Regions from separate parts of the Macaca mulatta genome. Here region 2 is linked to region 1. The links are chromatin contacts, called in public Hi-C maps. All regions are on one chromosome and are shown on one strand. Each heading gives the region's core, a stretch centred on a gene start, on an enhancer-like site or on the middle of the called end of the contact. The rest is flanking DNA. Distances are from core to core; before and after follow the strand shown. Region 1 holds the start of LOC144340102. Region 2 holds the start of YBEY (ybeY metalloendoribonuclease).

Region 1 (3,630 bases), core at 429-2,928:
TGAGCCACCGTGCCCGGCTGCAACTCAATTTTTTAAGTAAAGCAGGATAGACACATATGACCTTGGGCCAGATTCTCCCTTTGGTCACCAGTTTTCCAGCGAATCCTAGCAAACACCAAAGCCTGCACCCATTCTGCTGCAGCAGCAGGGACACTCAACACCCAAGGCCCTTGTTCATAATTCACACAAAAGGCCCAAGGACAGCCTGCCTCCAGGCAGGTTTGTAGGCCCCCAAGGAGCTTGGAAGGCCAGCCCCTTCAGGACTCAGTGTGCACTCACCTGCCACACCTGCCCATGGGGGTGCCCCTGCAGCTCACAAGGCCTCAAGCAGCAGACCCAGTCTCCTCTAGCAACACACCATGTCTGCAATACCTTCACCCCTTCCCTCCTCATCTCACTTTTAGTGAAAAGGTAAAAGACAAATGTGACACACAGGTGCATTTACAAGTATGTGAAGGAATATTATATTTTAAGTGTTCCAAGAAACACCCATCAAAGGGGCTGATAGACACAACCACACATGAAGAACTCCCAGTCTTCCATTACAAAGCAAACAACTGACACTTGCCTTCAAGCAGTTAATCCAAAATTTCTCAAAATTACATAAGATAAAACAGGTATTATAAAGTGCCTATAATCCCAGCACTTTTAGAGGCTGAGGAGGGAGGATCGCTTGAGCCCAGGGGTTTGAGGCAGGAGTGACCTGTGATAACACCACAGCACTCTAGCCTGGGAAACAGAGCAAGACGCTGTCTGGAACAAACAAAAGAAAAAAAAAAAGAAAAAGAAAAGAAAAGAAAAACCAAATTTATTAAGAATAAAACCATAAAAATTTACTCACTTTTTTTTTTGAGATAGAGTCTCACTCTGTCACCCAGGCTGGAGTGCACTGGCACGATCTCGGCTCAATGCAACCTCTGCCTCCCGAGTTGAAGCTATTCTCCTCCCTCAGCTTCCCAAGTGGCTAAGACTACAGGTGTGCACCACCATGTCGGGCTAATTTTTGTATTTTTAGTAAAGATGAGGTTTCTCCATGTTGGCCAGGTTTGTCTGGAACTCCTGACCTCAGGTGATCCACCTGCCTTGGCCTCCCAAAATGCCTGGATTACAGGTGTGAGCCACCGCACCTGGCCCTCACTTTTTATAAACTAAAATAACACACTCTTTCCTCACTTTTGAAAGGCAAAAACAGACCAAAGACCATCTTTAGTAAATCACACTAGAAATCACTAGAAGATAAGCGAAATGTTCAAACACAACGATGAGCAAATCTACCTGAGCAGCAAAGGCCCCGCCTGCCCCATCAGGGGTGTCGTCACATGATGTGCTTTTGCAAATGTCCCCTCCTCCACGGAGTGCAGGGTCCTCCTTGGCTATCGGACTCTCCTCCTGGACAGGCGCATCGACAGCCGAGCCCTTCCTCTTCGCCGTCTTTTTCTCCGAATGCGAACCGTCACCTTTTGTTTTTCTCTGTCGGAAGTGAGCAAGCTGCGCAAAAACGTAGATAAGTAGTAAAGGCAAAGATAAGTGAGAAAAAAATAACACAACCACAAAGTCAACAGACTGGTGGGGATCATGAGGCCTGAGGGCTGACCCAGTCTACTCTGCCACACTTGGCCAACAGATCGCTCTCCACAAACACTGCCTTCATCAATATCTATATCCAAGGGGTCTAACAATGAGGACTGCTAATTATGCCTGGTAAAGAAAACCATACAGCTGATTGGCAGAATAGCTTTCCTAGCCCTTGGCAGTTTGCAGAAAAATAAAACTTTAAAAAAATACATCTATATAAAAGATTGATAGCCTAATCAAGGCATACTTAAGTTTTAAAATGATATAAAAGCTAAATCTCTCCCTTCTTGCCCCAATTTTCCCCCAACTGAAGAAATACATAGCCCAGCCAAAACTTCCTAGCCATAGATTCTGAGACAAGGTACAGAAATAGCAAAAAATTAATTAAGCCAGGTCAATCTCACATCTTCCTTTATGGAATCAGATGTTCTATTTTTCATGACACAGCTCACCAAAGCACCAGGGACCTCCACGGAGCATCGCCCATCAGAAGGCACAGCCTAGCTCTGCTCAGTCCTCAAATCCGAGGGTTTGAGACTATGTGTGAGCCTCATCTCCCACTAACATCTTACTCAAGAGGTATGCGATCCCACATCAGCCTTTCACGGGGAGACATCTGTTCCCTCAAACAACTGTGGCCACAAAAACAAAACGCATGGAACACACATTTGTGTAAACGACAGGTACACAAGCTCATGGACCCAGAAAAATTACACAAGGCCATTTACACAAGAAAACGGTCTCTCAAAGAAATTTCTTCAAAGTCAAACTCACGTAGTTTATTTTCGTGCCCTCCTCCACCACACCTATCCACGTGGGGATAGCACAGACCTGGTCTCCAGCCTGCGTCGCCCTACAGGCGGCATCCTGTCCCTCCCTCCCCACTCTCCACCCTCCACGGAGCTCTGTGCTCCCGTTCGCAGCTCCCTGCAGGCCTGCCCGCCTCAGCCCTTCCCCAGCCCAGCCCGGCGTCCCCTGCCGGCCGCGCCCTGGAGCCCCCGCTCTTCCCCAGCGCCCCGGCCAGAGTATCCTGGGGGAGCCGCGCGCACCTCGCAGAGAGGCCGGCCTCGTCCCGACAGCTCCTGCGGTTCCCCCTCGCGCTCTCGGGACTCCCGTTCCGGCGTCCCCGAGTCATGGGCTCCGCGCGCTTTATTCTCCACATGAAACCCCGGTCCGTGGCCATCAAACCCAGCGCCTTTTCACGGCGAAACCCGGGGCGGGAAAAGACGGGAACGCGTCCCTCGAAGGGGCCGGCGCCAGCGCCGCGTGGGTTCCCGGCAGCGCTACGCCGGGCCAGGATGGGCAGGAAGCGCGCCCAAGGGCGCGGGAAGAAGACGGCTGCCGGGAGCGCCGCGGGGGCCTTTCACACGGTAAGGACTGCAACGCCGCGGGAAACGCGCCGGGAAAGCGTCTCCGACGAACGGGGCGAAGGCGCACCCTGAGAAGGCGCTGCAGGCCACCCGCGCCACGCCCCCGGCCCCGGCCGCGCCGGAAACTGGCGCTAGACAGCACAGCCCCCCGAATACCGGCCGCCCGCCCCAAGCCACCCTGTCCGGGAGGACGCGGGGACCACTCAAGGATCCAGCCTGGGGTCCAGCGCCCGCCACGCCCCGCTCCGCGCAGCCACGCCACGCCCTCGTGTCCCCGCCCGGCAGCCACACCCCGCCCCGGCGTGCACTGCGAGCAACCCGCCCCCCCGACGCAGGCACAGCCCCGGCCCGCCCGAGAGGCGCCGCGCGTCTCGGCCGCTGATTGGCTGTGGCCGCGGTGGGGGTCGGGCCCTGGCGGAGAGCGGCGGATTCAAGATGGCGGCGGTCAGGAGGCGGCTTCCAGCGAAGCCCGCGGGAAAGCGAGACCTCGGCCGCGGCTTCCGCCGGACAGCGTCCGCTCCTGGCAGGGGGCGGTGGCGGGCACCGGAGCCGCCCTTAGGACTTCACGCCGCAGCAGCTAGAGAAGAAGCCTCTGATATTTACCTTCGTCCTCCCGGCCTCCACCTTTCGGCGCCGCTGCTCTTGCTCAACTTCCATCTCCCTCAGACGCCGCGCGGGCCGCCCG
Region 2 (3,650 bases), core at 739-3,238, 41 kb after region 1:
AGGAGGGGAAGGGGGTGGCCGCTAGTCACCTTTTTCTTTTCTTTTTTTTTTTTTCTGAGACAGAGTTTCCCTCTTGTTGCCCAGGCTGGAGTGTAATGGTGCGATCTCGGCTCACTGCAACCTCCACCTCAGGGGTTCAAGCGATTCTCCTGCCTCAGCCTCCCAGGTAGCTAGGATTACAGGCACACTGCGCCCCTCCCCCCACACACCCAGCTAATTTTTTGTGTTTTTAGTAGAGGCAGAGTTTCACCATGTTGGCCAGGCTGATCTCGAACTCCTGACCTCAGGTGATCCACCTGCCTTGGGCTCCCAAAGTGCTGGGATTATCAGCATGAGCCATCATGCCCGGCTGTTACCTTTCTTTTTCTGCTGGCTTACCGGTGTAATTGTGGCCTCTGGGTGACGGCCATCGATCAGTGGAGGCTGAATATACTGCTCTCTCTACTTTTGTGTGTATTTGGAAATTTTCAAAATTAAAATTAAAAATCATGTCTGTAATATATATACTTATATGCGCCACAGAGCCTAGCCTATAATATAATTAATACAGGAAATTTAGGCTGGGCGCCGTGGCTCACGCCTGTAATCCCAACACTCTGGGAGGCCGAGGCAGGCAGATCACCTGAGGTCAGGAGTTGAAGAGCAGCCTGGCCAACATGGTGAAACTTCTGTCTCTACTAAAAATACCCCCCCCCAAAAAAATTAACCCACTTTGGGAGGCCAACGTGGGCGGATCACGAGGTCAGGAGATCGAGACCATCCTGGCTAACACGGTGAAACCCCGTCTCTACTACAAATACAAAAAACTAGCAGGGCGCGGTGGCGGGCGCCTGTAGTCCCAGTTACTGGGAGGCTGAGGCAGGAGAATGGCGTAAACCCGGAAGGCGGAGCTTGCAGTGAGCCGAGATCGCGCCACTGCATTCCAGCCTGGGCGACACAGCAAGACTCCGTCTCAAAAAAAAAAAAAAAAAAAATAGCCAGGTGTGGTGGCCCACATCTGTAGTCCCACCTACTGGGGAGGCTGAGGCAAAAGAATCACTTGAAGCAGGCAGGGAGGTTGCAGTGAGCCGAGATCGCACCACTGCACTCCAGCCTGGGTGACAGAGCAAGACTCCGTCTTAATTAAAGAAAAAAAAAAAAGACAGGAAATTTACTCTGGGAAGGTAGGCTAGACAAGAGGAACCCTTTTTTTTTTTTTTTTACCTCATGAAATGGAAAAGAAAGCACATCGGTTGGGACGTTTCTACCTCTGTAGATTCTATTAATGTGCTGAATATTCTTGTTGTCAACACAGATGATCCCCAGGTCAAATTTCTGCACTCCTAAAATCCTCCTTACAATCTCGATCTTACTGCGAAGTGGCGCTCTCCTGATGGGGATGACTCGCTGCAGGTTTCTAATCACCAAACTCATTTCACGAAGAATAACCAGCCCTTTAAAAATGTTTGCAACGGAACCTGGGGTTAAGGTGTAAGAGAAGACCAATCAGTACAAGTGATAACACATTCTGTAAAAATACACATGCACACGCAATCAAATCACTTTATTTGGTGGAACTGATTGAAAAATCTTAAGGTAATTTACATTTACCACAAGGAGGATGCAACAACGAGGGGCTATGGAAGGACGCCGCGGAATCAGGCCGGGACTCCAGGAGGGCGGAGCGGAAGGAGCGGTTCCCAGAGAAGGGACAGGTGCACTGTGCGCGCGGGGCGAGGCGCGCGAGAACGCGGCGGGTGCGGGGGAGGGACGCGGCCGGGGAGGGACGCTGCGGAGGAGGGAACGGGCTGGAATGGGGAGCACAGAATGGGGGACACAGGTAAGCGCTGGGGCCAGGTCCTCTGGGGTCTGGGGCGCCCGCAGACCGACGGGGGTGAATGCGACGCTCTCGCTTGGGAGACTAGAAACCCGCCCAGACGTACCGATGTCTGGACCCGGCAAAAGGCGCGACAGCTGGCGGACCCTCCCGACCGGAAGCCCCGCCGCCGAGCCGGTTGGGGAGAGCGGAACCGGATCGCAGCGGGCGGGGCGGAACACGGTAGTGCCGAGCGAACCGGAAGTCGGTCCGCGGCGTTTCCTGCCCGCGGAGGGCAGCGCTGAGTATCGCGGCAGCGGCCTGTGTTTGCGCCTCTAGTCCTTCCGAGGGGCCCGAGGGCAGCGCGGGCCTCGGGGTCCTGCGGCTAGACGGTGAGCGTGGGGGCTGGGCCGGCGCCGGGGGCGCCGTTTCCTTCCCCCGCGCACGTCCGCGCGCCCGGGCCTCCACATCGTCGCTAACGGAGCGTTGCGGCGCCGGCGGCCCCTGGCGAGCCCGGGGCAGTACAGTGACCAGGCCGGCCCGGGCCCACCGCGCGGCCTCCGCCGTTTCGGGCTGTGCTGGGTGGAAGATTAGGCTCCCCGGCACGCCGTCCCCGCCGAGAGGCCGCAGCTCCGTGGCAGCGCCCTCGCCCTTCCAGCCGGCTCGAGGGTGGTCGCCAGGGCGCGATAAAGGAATGTGAGACAGTGGTTAGCGCTCCAGCCGCTCCGAGGGAAGCCAGGCAGCGTTACGCTGAGTTCTCCGGCTGTAGAGATTGGAGGAAGACAGGAGAAATTCGTCTCTAAGCTGTAAGGTGGAACAGCATTTATCTTCTTACTACCAATGGAGGTTTTTCATGAATTTACTAACTCAGTAAAAAGAGTCGGCTTTCTTTTCTTATTCGGCTTTCTTTTCTTTTAATCTTAAAGGGATCACGCTTTAAATCTCTGTAACAAAGTAATTATTTGTACCACTCTCTACTCCACCCTCCAACAAAATAACCTGTTGGCTCTCGGAAAATAATAGCCCTTTGCCTGCCTTTGAAATAGTTATCTTTTAGTGTGACAGTGTTCAAAAATTCTTTTCTTAGTCTTGTAGCAGAACATAGCTGTGATGATCTGAATTTTTGTCTTTCAGCGTGTTCTGAAGACGAAGGGGAGCTCCCTAGTGCTACGGGGCTGTTTCAGGAAGCCAGTTAATTTTGCACACGTAATACTTATTACCTTCTAATAATTGGAACAGAAGATGAACCCAACTAATCCTTTCAGTGGGCAGCAGCCTAGTGCTTTTTCAGCGTCTTCTAGTAATGTAGGAACACTTCCATCTAAGTCGCCATTTCGATTTGGTCAACCTTCTCTTTTTGGACAAAACAGTACCTTATCTGGGAAGAGCTCGGGATTTTCACAGGTGTCCAGCTTTCCAGCGTCTTCCGGAGTAAGTCATTCCTCTTCAGTGCAAACATTAGGGTTCACCCAATCCTCAAGTGTTGGACCCTTTTCTGGACTTGAGCACACTTCCACCTTTGTGGCTACCTCTGGGCCTTCAAGTTCATCTGTGCTGGGAAACCCAGGATTTAGTTTTAAATCACCCACCAGTGTTGGGGCTTTCCCAAGCACCTCTGCTTTTGGACAAGAAGCTGGAGAAATAGTGAACTCTGGTTTTGGGAAAACAGAATTCAGCTTTAAACCTCTGGAAAATGCAGTGTTCAAACCAATACTGGGGGCTGAATCTGAGCCAGAGAAAACCCAGAGCCAAATTGCTTCTGGGTTTTTCACGTTTTCCCACCCAATTAGTAGTGCACCTGGAGGCCTGGCCCCATTCTCTTTTCCTCAAGTAACAAGTAGTTCAGCTACCAATT

The links. A called contact is a pair of places that touch in the nucleus more often than the background predicts.
Region 2: a Hi-C map of cortical neurons shows a contact between it and region 1, with 4 times the contacts expected there. The contact joins the promoter of YBEY here to the promoter of LOC144340102 in region 1. A contact is called at or near these places in 3 of 14 Hi-C or Micro-C datasets (cortical neurons, fetal cortex germinal zone and liver).

What each region holds. Positions count from the first base shown.
Region 1 is chr3:1,255,089-1,258,718 of T2T-MMU8v2.0, forward strand. It overlaps LOC144340102, which reads left to right and starts at 1,679. Exons shown (of 4, transcript XM_077997891.1): 1 at 1,679-1,701; 2 at 2,023-2,104; 3 at 2,354-3,630. The coding sequence starts at 1,679. The coding sequence ends at 3,526. PCNT (pericentrin) reads right to left here. Exons shown (of 46, transcript XM_077995265.1): 1 at 3,549-3,630; 2 at 1,276-1,488. The coding sequence starts at 3,602.
Region 2 is chr3:1,296,192-1,299,841 of T2T-MMU8v2.0, forward strand. YBEY (ybeY metalloendoribonuclease) reads right to left here and starts at 1,989. Exons shown (of 5, transcript NM_001265798.1): 1 at 1,923-1,989; 2 at 1,204-1,457. The coding sequence starts at 1,413. It overlaps MCM3AP (minichromosome maintenance complex component 3 associated protein), which reads left to right and starts at 1,371. Exons shown (of 29, transcript XM_077995268.1): 1 at 1,371-1,694; 2 at 2,930-3,650. The coding sequence starts at 3,038.